Linked DNA regions of Hordeum vulgare: region 2 is linked to region 1. A link is a contact called in public Hi-C data. All regions are on one chromosome and are shown on one strand. Each heading gives the region's core, a stretch centred on a gene start, on an enhancer-like site or on the middle of the called end of the contact. The rest is flanking DNA. Distances are from core to core; before and after follow the strand shown.

Evidence for each region. Hi-C and Micro-C count contacts between places; a contact is called where the count stands out from the background.
Region 2: a contact with region 1 is called in a Hi-C map of seedling, with 5 times the contacts expected there. The contact joins the promoter of LOC123443961 here to the enhancer-like site in region 1. A contact is called at or near these places in 2 of 6 Hi-C or Micro-C datasets (leaf and seedling).

Annotation. Positions count from the first base shown.
Region 1 is chr3H:391,907,257-391,912,384 of MorexV3_pseudomolecules_assembly, forward strand. The region is part of intron 11 of LOC123443959 (probable isoprenylcysteine alpha-carbonyl methylesterase ICMEL2); the gene reads left to right. Among protein-coding and RNA genes, the nearest start is that of LOC123443960, 3.6 kb to the left of the region's middle. Within about 2 kb of position 3,020, at least 2 of the 3 cell types and tissues checked have open chromatin away from gene starts, as enhancers often do. A contact at or near this core is called in leaf and seedling, where this site is marked.
Region 2 is chr3H:392,667,887-392,673,014 of MorexV3_pseudomolecules_assembly, forward strand. LOC123443961 (single-stranded DNA-binding protein, mitochondrial) reads right to left here and starts at 2,405. Exons shown (of 4, transcript XM_045120540.1): 1 at 2,083-2,405; 2 at 1,763-1,989; 3 at 1,094-1,194. The coding sequence starts at 2,334.

The DNA.
Region 1 (5,128 bases), core at 1,770-4,269:
TTGCTGATTCTATGGGATTTATAACAATTTAGTTGCATGTGTCCCTGAGAAGGTATGAGGACATGAGGGGTTATGTTAGGATGTTGAATTAGTGAGTACCTTGTACTCTGTTTCGCAGTTTTTTTGGGGGGACTCTGATTCGTAGTTGATTGTGCTAGATAATACCCTGCAAGTTGTTGCGGAATATTTTACTTCCTCTGTTCCTAAATAATTGTATTGGAGGAGGACGACTCTAGTGCTCCTCAATTACAATTATTTAGGAACGGAGGGAGTACAATGTATTTTGATGATATTCGATTGTATTGAATATGAATATTCAGAGAACAATATGACAGCTAATAGTTAAAATATGTATGTATTATTGTGTTTGACTATTGTATATAGTTGTTAAAGCAACTCTAGCAGACCTATGATATCAAGACCCATATTCCACATTTACAGGTTGCAAAAAATGATTTTTACGGGCTGGCGAGGGCCGCAACAGAACGTCGTAGAACTGAATATTTTGTTTTACAACTCCGTGATGCGGCCCTAAAAATGTGGTATTGGCTGGATTTGACTCAAATATGATATATTAAACATAAGATTGAATATCTAAATCATAATACAACAATCATTTAGATTAGAATAATTATTCAAATCACTGAAATAATTTAATAATTAAATAAAAAATTGTTCTGAATACAATAATGATGCAAATCACACATGAATTAAATGAAATGAATGGAAAAATGACAGAAATTACTGTTTATGCATTTATCAAGTTGTTCAATGAGATCCTCCTGAAGTTGATAGTGGGTATTTGTGTCCTTAATTTGTCAGTATGTCTAAAAAAATGTTTATATGCAGTCAAGGTCTCTAGCTGGTTTCACACAGCTATCAACATTATCGGAAGAATTTCAAGTTCATGTCCCTCTCATCTTTAAGGATAATGTTGTGAAGAATCACGTAGCAATTCATGATGTTCTTCAGGGTTCGTTTGTCCCAAAAATGAGCAGGACCGCAAAACAGTAAATCTTGATTGCAAAACCTCAAAAGCTTTTTAAATATCTTTTCAAGCAACCTTTTGTACTTTTGCAAATTCAACATGCTTCCTAGTACTTGGTTTTTTATACTCTTAATAAATATACACCAAAAAGATAAATACCATCTGCAAGATAGTATTCCTTGATGCACTCATGCTCATTGACCATGTAGTTGTAAGCATGAGCATCACCACTAGCAAGTCTAGCAAATAAATAAAACAATTGCGACACATTGATATTATTGAGAGTATCCGGCATACAAAAAAGAACATCCATAAATCCTTGAATGCTACGGCTTCTAGCATAATTGTTGCATCATGAGACTTGTCACAATACTGCCCGTGCCATGTCTTCGGGCAGTTTTTCTAAGTCCAATGCATTCAATCAACGCTTCCTAGCATACCAGGCCAACCTCTCCTCTCACTTGTTGTCATCAACTTTTTGTGTCTTCTTCGTCGGGTGTATGAAGATAGACAGGTCCAAATCTATGCACTAACTCTATTGTAGTATCTTCGTCAATGCGAAGATATTCGTCGGCATAGTCAACCGGAACGCCATATGCAATCATTCGCATAGTTGTTGAGATTTTTTGATATGCGCTAAAACCCTTCAAGCCAGTGGCGTTTCTTCTTTGAGTAAAAACCCGAATTTGCCTCGCAAGCTTGCACTAAATTTATGAAGAGGGATCGACACATTCGATACCTTCTCCGAAAGAGGTGCGGCAGATACGTTGGATTCTCCGTGAAGTAGTCTTGCATGAGCATCTCGTTTTCAAGATGGCGGTTGCGAGGGATGTACAGGCGGCCGACGGTTGATCCTGGCTGTCTCTTTCGGTTCCAATCCTCGTGCTTCTTCATGGCGGGCACCATCACCATCATTTGTCATCGATGTCTCTCGAGCAGCGACTCTATGTCCGAGTCGTCCGACGAGTATGAATTCTCGAGCAAAAACTCCTCGCAATGGCTCAAATCCATGTACAAAATGGCACACCCGAGCTCGCATGAACGAATTTCCTTCGTCAAATCAACCGCTACATCGAACTAGAAAAGGGCACGAAATGACTGACCGCCGGTGGGCTGGGGACGACCGCAAACTCTTGAATTCGAGGTGGAGGCGGGCCGGCGGCGGCTCCGCCGTAGATCTGTGTCGGCGGGCATCCGGGGGCGACGAGGCGGCGCGATGGAGCGGGGTGTGGAGCGGTCTGGCAACGTGATTCTGGTGACGGATATGGTCGAAATCGCAGGCGACGACGGTGCTGGGTGGTTAGGGAATGGGAAGGGGAACAAGCGCGGGCTAAAATGTCGCTCTTGCCAACCGCTTTCGCGAGATACATGGCGTCGTCGGGGCGAGGGGAAAACTGTGTATTCTCGACTCAGAGGGGCAATTTTATTGCGCCATTTAAAATTTTGTAAGGGTCAGCCGCATCTACGGCAACCGCGTTTACGGGGTCTGTCCGAGACACTTTTTCACCGCAAAATTATAAAATGACAATTATTTTGCGGATCGGGAAGATATAAGGGGTCTAGTAGAGTTGCTCTTAAATAGTTACTTATAGCATTAAATATCTCATGCATGTTTGCATGTTTAGGTGAAACTTTTGTACCCATGATAGCATATTGAGGGGAACCTTTCTGTGACATCCTTACTTGATGGGAGAAATAGGTCAGTGAGGTCTAGTTATTTATTAAATATCTTATGCATGTATGCATGTTAATATGAAACCTTTTTTATGCATGACCATATATTGAGATGAATCAATTTTATTGTATGTTGATTGATGAGGTGATATGCTTATATGTTGAGAAAAAATGTTTGTGAGGCTAACTATTTAGATATATATTTTCCAATTTCCTTGAAAGAAAGTCAAACGTGTGTAAGTTGGAAAAGTCTCTAAATCTACTCACTGATTTTTGCATCTCGTAAACCCCCTCCTCTACACGCCATGTGTCCGCGTGAGAAGGCCCACCGCTTCCCTAACTTTATCTCTCAGGACGAAGCTGCCTCCTCCACACATTGCTTCTTTTCTTCCCCCTTCCAATCTCATTTATCCGGACAACCAAAGGAGAGAACCCATGGCGAAGACCACCATAGCCGCAAGAAAATCGATAGGGGCTGCCACCGGTCGCCGTCTTGATGCATCCTCCGTCCAACTTCATCAATGTTTGAAATTAGAGGGGATAACACAACCACATCACTCCTGCATCCTCGTCACCGGGTGCAGCTGCAAAAAGAAGAAGGCGACGCCGGCCACCACACCAACATGCAAGGTCGATGGAGGGCGACTACGGCCATCTCAGTTGCATGGCTCTGGTGTGCCCCGTCGCGTCTGCAACCCCTATGTTTTGCAGCAGCACCTGTTGGCCAAATAAGCCATGACGGACTCTGTGGCTGGGGTGCGCACCAGGGCGCGTCGGGTGCAGCGAGTCCACGGCTGGCTTGTGCGTAGGTTAGTGTGTGCATGCACGGGTGTGTGGCCGTGTCGTAGGTGTGTGGGTCGCCAGCCTGTTGGCGAGCCGCGCGGTGATCGCGAGCGATGTGTTGAGCCCGAGCGTGAACCGAGACGCGTTGGTGCGCATCGTGGGTGCGAGCGGAGCAAGCGGATCGCGGGGCGAGCGAGTGGAGGCGTGGGTGTGTGCCCTGGCGTCAGGAAAAATCCCCACTGTGTCTCTGCGCTCTCCACTTCTTCTTCCTTCGGCTGTTCCGACAAGAGAGAGGTTTCACAGAGCACGGAGGGACGCTGCGGTAACAACAATTGGCATCAGAGCCTTGAGCAGGGATCGCCGGCGGCCATGACCCTGGTTCCGTACGGAGGCGGCGGCGGTGGCGCGATGTCGCCGCCGGTCCCGCCGTTGACGCCATCGAACTACACTCCCTAGGCGATCAAGGTGGAAGCGTTCCTTGATGCCCAGGGGCTGTGGTGCGTGGTTGCTACGGCGGAGGATGCGGCTGTTGACGCCGGTAGTGTTGGAAATATGCCCTAGAGGCAATAATAAAGTTGTTATTATTATATTTCCAGTTCTATTATTCATGCTATGATTGTATTAACCGGAAACCGTAATACATGTGTGAATATATAGATCACAATGTGTCCCTAGTGAGCCTCTAGTTGGCTAGCTCGTTGATCAATAGATGATCATGGTTTCCTGATCATGAATATTTGATGTCATTGATAACGGGATCACATCATTGGGGAATGATGTGATGGACAAGACCCAATCCTAAGCATAGCACTAGATCGTGTTGTTCGTGTGCTGAAGCTTTTCTAATGTCAAGTATCATTTTCTTAGACCGTGAGATTGTGCAACTCCCGGATACCGTAGGAGTGCTTTGGGTGTACCAAACATCACAACGTAACTGTGTGATTATAAAGGTGCACTACGGGTATCTCCAAAAGTGTCTGTTCGGTTGTACGAATCGTGACCGGGATCTCCCTGTGACGGAGAGGTATCTCTCGGCCCACTCGGTAATCCATCATCATATTAAGCTCAGTGTGACTAAGGAGTTAGCCACGGGATGATGTGTTACGAAACGAGTAAAGAGACTTGCCGGTAACGAGATTGAACAAGGTATGGGGATATCGACGATCGAATCTCGGGCAAGTATCATACCGGTAGACAAAGGGAATTGCATACGGGATTGATTGAATCCTTGACATCGTGGTTCATCCGATAAGATCATCGTGGAACATGTGGGAACCAACATGGATATCCAGACCCCGTTATTGGTTATCGACCAAAGAGGTGTCTCGGTCATGTCTGCATGCTTCCCGGACCCGTAGGGTCTACGCAATTAAGGTTCGATGACGCTAGGGTTATAGGGAAATAGTGTATGTGATTACCGAAGGTTGTTCGGAGTCCCGGATGAGATCCCAGACGTCACGAGGAGTTCCGGAATGGTCCAGAGGTAAAGATTGATATATAGGAAGTGAGGATTTGGTCACCGGAATTGTTTCGGGCGACACCGACAATGTACCGGGACCATCGGAAGGGTTCCGGGGGTCCACCGGCAAGGGCCACCAGCCCCAAAGTGCTCCATGGGCTAAGAGCATCTCTAGTAGAACCCTCAAACCCTTAAATCTAAAACCAGTTTTAAGGGTTGAGAAT
Region 2 (5,128 bases), core at 1,155-3,654, 760 kb after region 1:
ACAATGCTCAAGCGGCAGCTAGGAAAGATGTTGAGAGGGCATTTGGAATTTTGCAATCCAAATTTGTTATGGTGCGAGGACCGTTTAGATTCTGAGATTAGAACAACCTTTGATACATCATGTTTGCTTCCCTGATCACGCATAACAGAGAATGAGCATGGGCAGGATGTGGTTACACCTTCTATGATGCTATGGGCATACGCGTTATCCTGATGAGAAAAGAGGAGCGAATCAGATGTTTCATGAAGGTGTACCATGAAATTAGAGACGCCGGTACACACGATGAACTTCAGAAATATTTGATGGAGAAGTACTGGAAGTGGCATGGCAAAAGAACCTCCTAGTTTCAGTCTTTGTTTGTTGTATTGTGCAAGAAAGTCTATTTTCATCCTTTGTTTGGTGTATTATTCAAAAACATTGTTGTATTTGCGCTGCATTTGATGTTGTAGATTTGATGAATTATGTAATAATTTGATATTGTGGACAGATAAAATTTTATGTTTTAATTCGGGATGTTTTTTATTTCAAACTGCGCAATTGTTGTGCGGCTAGAGTGTGGCTGAACTGCTACTGTACAGTGGCTGCATCACTGCCGCCGCGCGACTGTTAGCCGTTTTTACATCATCTGTTCGAGTAGGAGGTTTACATCTTATACGTCATCTGTTGGAGACTTGGAGTTGGCTCTTTTTTGAAGATGTAAAAGGCACTTTTTGGTGATGTAAATTATACAACACCCACTTTTACATCTTCAAATATACATCATCTATTGAAGATGCTCTTAACATAGGATGAGATGGCAAGTTTTTTAATTCAGAAGTTGGCAGCTAGCTGATATTCTGAATAACTGAACAATGGTTATTCAATATGCAACCCTTAAACGAAGTTTGTAAAAACGAACATTTAGGAAAATAACAAGATTACTACTGGTGGCATTTTTAGCCTATATTTAACAAGTCCCCCAAGTAAAATTTAAAAGCAAAGATTTGTCCTGTAACATATAAAAACTTGTGGTTTTAAGACAAGGCTGAAAACAAATAACAGAGGTATGAACAAAAAAGAAGCTGATTATGTCCTATCTAATAAATAAGCATACCATTTCCACGAACAGCTATTTCTCTTATGCGTCTAACGAGCCCAGTAATAGGATCAGAGAACACCTTTGTCTCCAGATTTCCTTCCAAATAGAGAACAGACCTGAAATGTTTCAATTGATGAACATTTAGAGGTATAACTGAAGGCAAGCAGAAACACAAAGGGAGCAGCATAAAACCCAAACTACACTGACCATATTGCCACATGACCAATATGCAAATTAAATTTTACAAACAACAGGACTCATATTCAGTTTCCAACTACAACTAAGATAACCAATCCACCAGAACTGAATAACAGTAGTCTGTAACTCCCACTCACTGAAACCTAATAAAAGGTAAACTGGTCCATACTCAATTATTCACCAACAGAATCAAGTACTCAGATTTCGCAATCTAGGTTCAGGACTAGGTGGAAGGATGAACATACGAATAGGATTTAAGAACATAATACTCCCTCCGTAACAAAATGTAAGACGTTTTTTATGCCCTATGCAAAACCAAAAAACGTCTTACATTTTGGTACAGAGGTAGTATTTCGCAAAGCTGATAAGCAAGCGGTTTGAGCGGCATGATCCGAGTTAGCAAAACTGAGAGCAAAGCGCTCAAACATCTCGCTACATCTCATTCATGTCAAAATTTCATAGCTTGGGAGGAGGCAAGGCGCTGACCCGGTTTTGACATGCTTCAGCGCGAGGCTACCCAGCCTGTCCGGGTAGATGCATACGCGGTGCCACTGCACGGAGCTGCGTTCGGCGTACTGGTGCGGCTCCTCGTTGTCCAACGGGCGTCGGTTGTTGCGGATGCCCCCGGTGCCCAGCGAGAACAGCACGACGGTCTTCCCACTCCGCAGCCGCTTCTGCACAGGCTCTTGCCCCACCTTTCCAACCATTATAGCCTTCGCGAATCCACCAAACAAAAAGCGCACATCACATTTCGGCTCTAGCCAAGCAAGCCCAAGCGGAGAAGAGAACCAAGGGTTCTATAAAACCTTGTAGATGCCGTGGTCGAGGCCATTCTCGAGGGGGCGGGTGGTGTGGGGAGCCCTCGGCTGGTCCCGGTACTGATTACCCTGATCGGCGGGTGGCGCAGGGTCGGGGTCGGGCTCGGCATCGGATCCCTCGGGGGAGTGTGAGAACGGAGGCGATGTGGTGGATAAGGGGCGGAGAGGAGAAGAGACGAAGCGGCGGGAGAGGAGGAGGAAGCGGCGGCCAAGGAGGGAGGAGGAGGTGGCGGCTGCCATGGATGCGCGTCGGCGAGAGGAAGAGGGGGGAGTTCGCCGCTAAACCCTGTGCAAAGCCCTAGCTTTGGTGGGTTGCGTTGGGGCTTAGGTGGACCGCTGGCTAGGAGCAGATCTTGCCAAACGGGCCATGCGGCCCCACAGCCCGCATGCCTGGCACAACATGGGTCTGGCCCGGCACGGGCTAATCGTACTCGGGCCCGGCATGAAGCACGCCTCGGTTCATGCATGGAGGCTGGGCACGCGGGCCGACACGGTACGGCTCGGTTACCCTTTTTATTTATATATATATATAAGATAAAAAAGCCTAATAGATTAAAATCAACCAAAAAACAGTCGAGTATGTCAAAATTGATCAAAATAATAGCCGAACAGGCCGAAATCGGCTCAAATAACGGCTTAAAATACTAAAATCCTAACAGGCCAGCGGGCCTGAGGGGCCGGCTCGTATAGCCCCCGTGCCGTGCTTGGGCCTGAACCTCGGGCACGTGGGTCGGCACGGCACGGCCAGCCGAGGCACGTTTATTAAACGGGCCGTGCCGTGCCAGGCACGATTTTGACGGGTCGTGCCAGGCCAACCCGTTTGGCCAGGTATAGCTAAGAGGATTACCGGGGAAACCCTATTTAGTGTCACAGGCGTCGACAAAAATTGCTAACCCGCACCTGCAGCACTCTATCATGAGCTCGCCCATTTAGATATCCCATTTGTGTTTTAGCAAGTGATTTTTTTAAAAATCGATGATTTCTTTTTAAAATAGGTGAACTTTTTTAAAATCGTTGATTTTTTTAATGAAATCGATGAACTTTTTCGAAAATCGATTACCATAATTTAAAATTCGTGAACTTTTTCAGAATCAATGAATTGTTTTTAAAAATTAATGAACTTTTTTAAAAATCAATATTTTTTGTCGAATTTTGTGAACTTTTTGAAAATACATAAACATATTTTAAAAATTGGTGAAGTTTTTTTATAATCATTGATCTTTTTCGTAAATTTGAACTTTTTAAAAATTTCATAAACTATTTTTGATTTTTTAAGGACCAATACATTCTACATAGACCGGCCCATGAGGAGGAGCGTTGTAGGCGTCGATTCGCCTAACCAGTGTTGAAGGCGTCGTATAGAACCTCCCGGATTACTGATCCAATTCAAGAAACAATATATAACAAGATGTGTTGCATTTTCATGTTTGCCCCTCGTTGCAGCAAGTTGTTGGAGTGACACACACAACGTTCCAGATGGACGAGTGTCAGTGAATACTCACAACATATGCCATAGGTAGGATAAAGTCGGTGAGAACCGAAGGGACAAAGGAGGACGCTTGGAACGAGGTTGGTACAAGCATGGGACGCACGATGTACCCAAGTTCAGGGCTCTTCGTAGAGATAAGACCCCTAGTCCTGCCGGAGTGTTTGATGCGTATGAACGGATTACAAGGTTGCTCCTGGAGCTGTGTTGGGAGGAGGAAGAGGGGAGCAGTCGGCTCGTCTCTGCCTCTCTTTATGTGGTTGGTGGGTGTGTAGTGTTGTACGTCTGTGGAATGATCGGATCCCCCTGCATGGAGGGCGACCGGGGGGTTTTATAGGCGAACCCACCGGCCTACAATATGGATAAAGGGTACAAGAGTGGGACCCGGCTGGCAGCCTCGCCGGCTGACCAGGGGCCCATGAGAGTCTTGTCTTGTCGCTTGAGGGCCCCGCCGGCTGCATGGTCTCGATTGGCGATGGGACCCGCCGGCTGGCCCATAGATCTCTCGCTTAAGGTTGACGTCGAGCACGCGCTGTACGTCGAGCGTCGTCCAACGAGATTCATCATGGGTAGGTAGTACGACTGCCTCCACTGTTCCCCACGCCAAGTGCAGTAATGGAGTGGGAGTGTGATAGTCCGACACTATGCTAGGTGATGGATCAGAGCCGGGGTAGGTCAGCGGCGTGGCCGCCGACGCTCATACCCGCCGGACGCTCCGATCCAGTACCTTTGCTAACGCGTAGCTACCTTTAATCTAAGGTCTCATCATGACCTACGATTTGATGTGACTGGTGATCCTCGGCCGGCTAACCTGCTTGGTTAGCCGGCTTGGGCACGGGCGCCTCGTTCCTAGCCGGCTGGACTAACCAAGCCGGTCAGGAAGAGGTAACCGTCTCGACTCTAGCCGGCAGGGGTTGCCTGGCCGGCCACAGAGATGGTTGCCTCGCCCTCCAGCCGGTAGGCGCGGCCTAGCCGGTCAGAAGACTTGGGCCTTGGGAAACTGTGTTTGTTCATATCCTTTGGGCAGGAAATGAAGGAGTAGGCTCGATGAGCCTACCCCGGGGTTATCCCCCCGACAGTAGTCCCCGAAGCTGGAGAGGCGTGCCGCCTGCGGGCGGAAGGCCTCACCGGCTTGATGATTTGCCTTGGTATTTCTGCCGCCATTCGTGACGGGGAGCGCCGGCTTCGAAACCGGCTGACTTCGAAGTGACGCCTCGGCTTCGTCGTAGGTCGCCCAAAGAGCGCCACATGCTAGGCCCCGCCTGATGTAATGATGGTGATTACTGGTGACGGGACCGGGCCTGGGCCCTCGGTCCCGCCACGACGCCCCCTCGGCCCCCGCGCGAGAGATCCTCTGCAGATTTACTCCGTGACGGTTGGGCTTAGGGAAGCGTTACCGCCCGTAATACACGGGGCTAGTGGGGGTCCCGTGCGCACCGGATCCCCTCCCCACGATGCTTCGTGGGGTTTAAATGGGATGCGGGGGTTCCGAGGAGGCCATTCGCCCCCCTTCTCGCCCCGCATCCACGCTCTCTTCCTCCGTGAGCC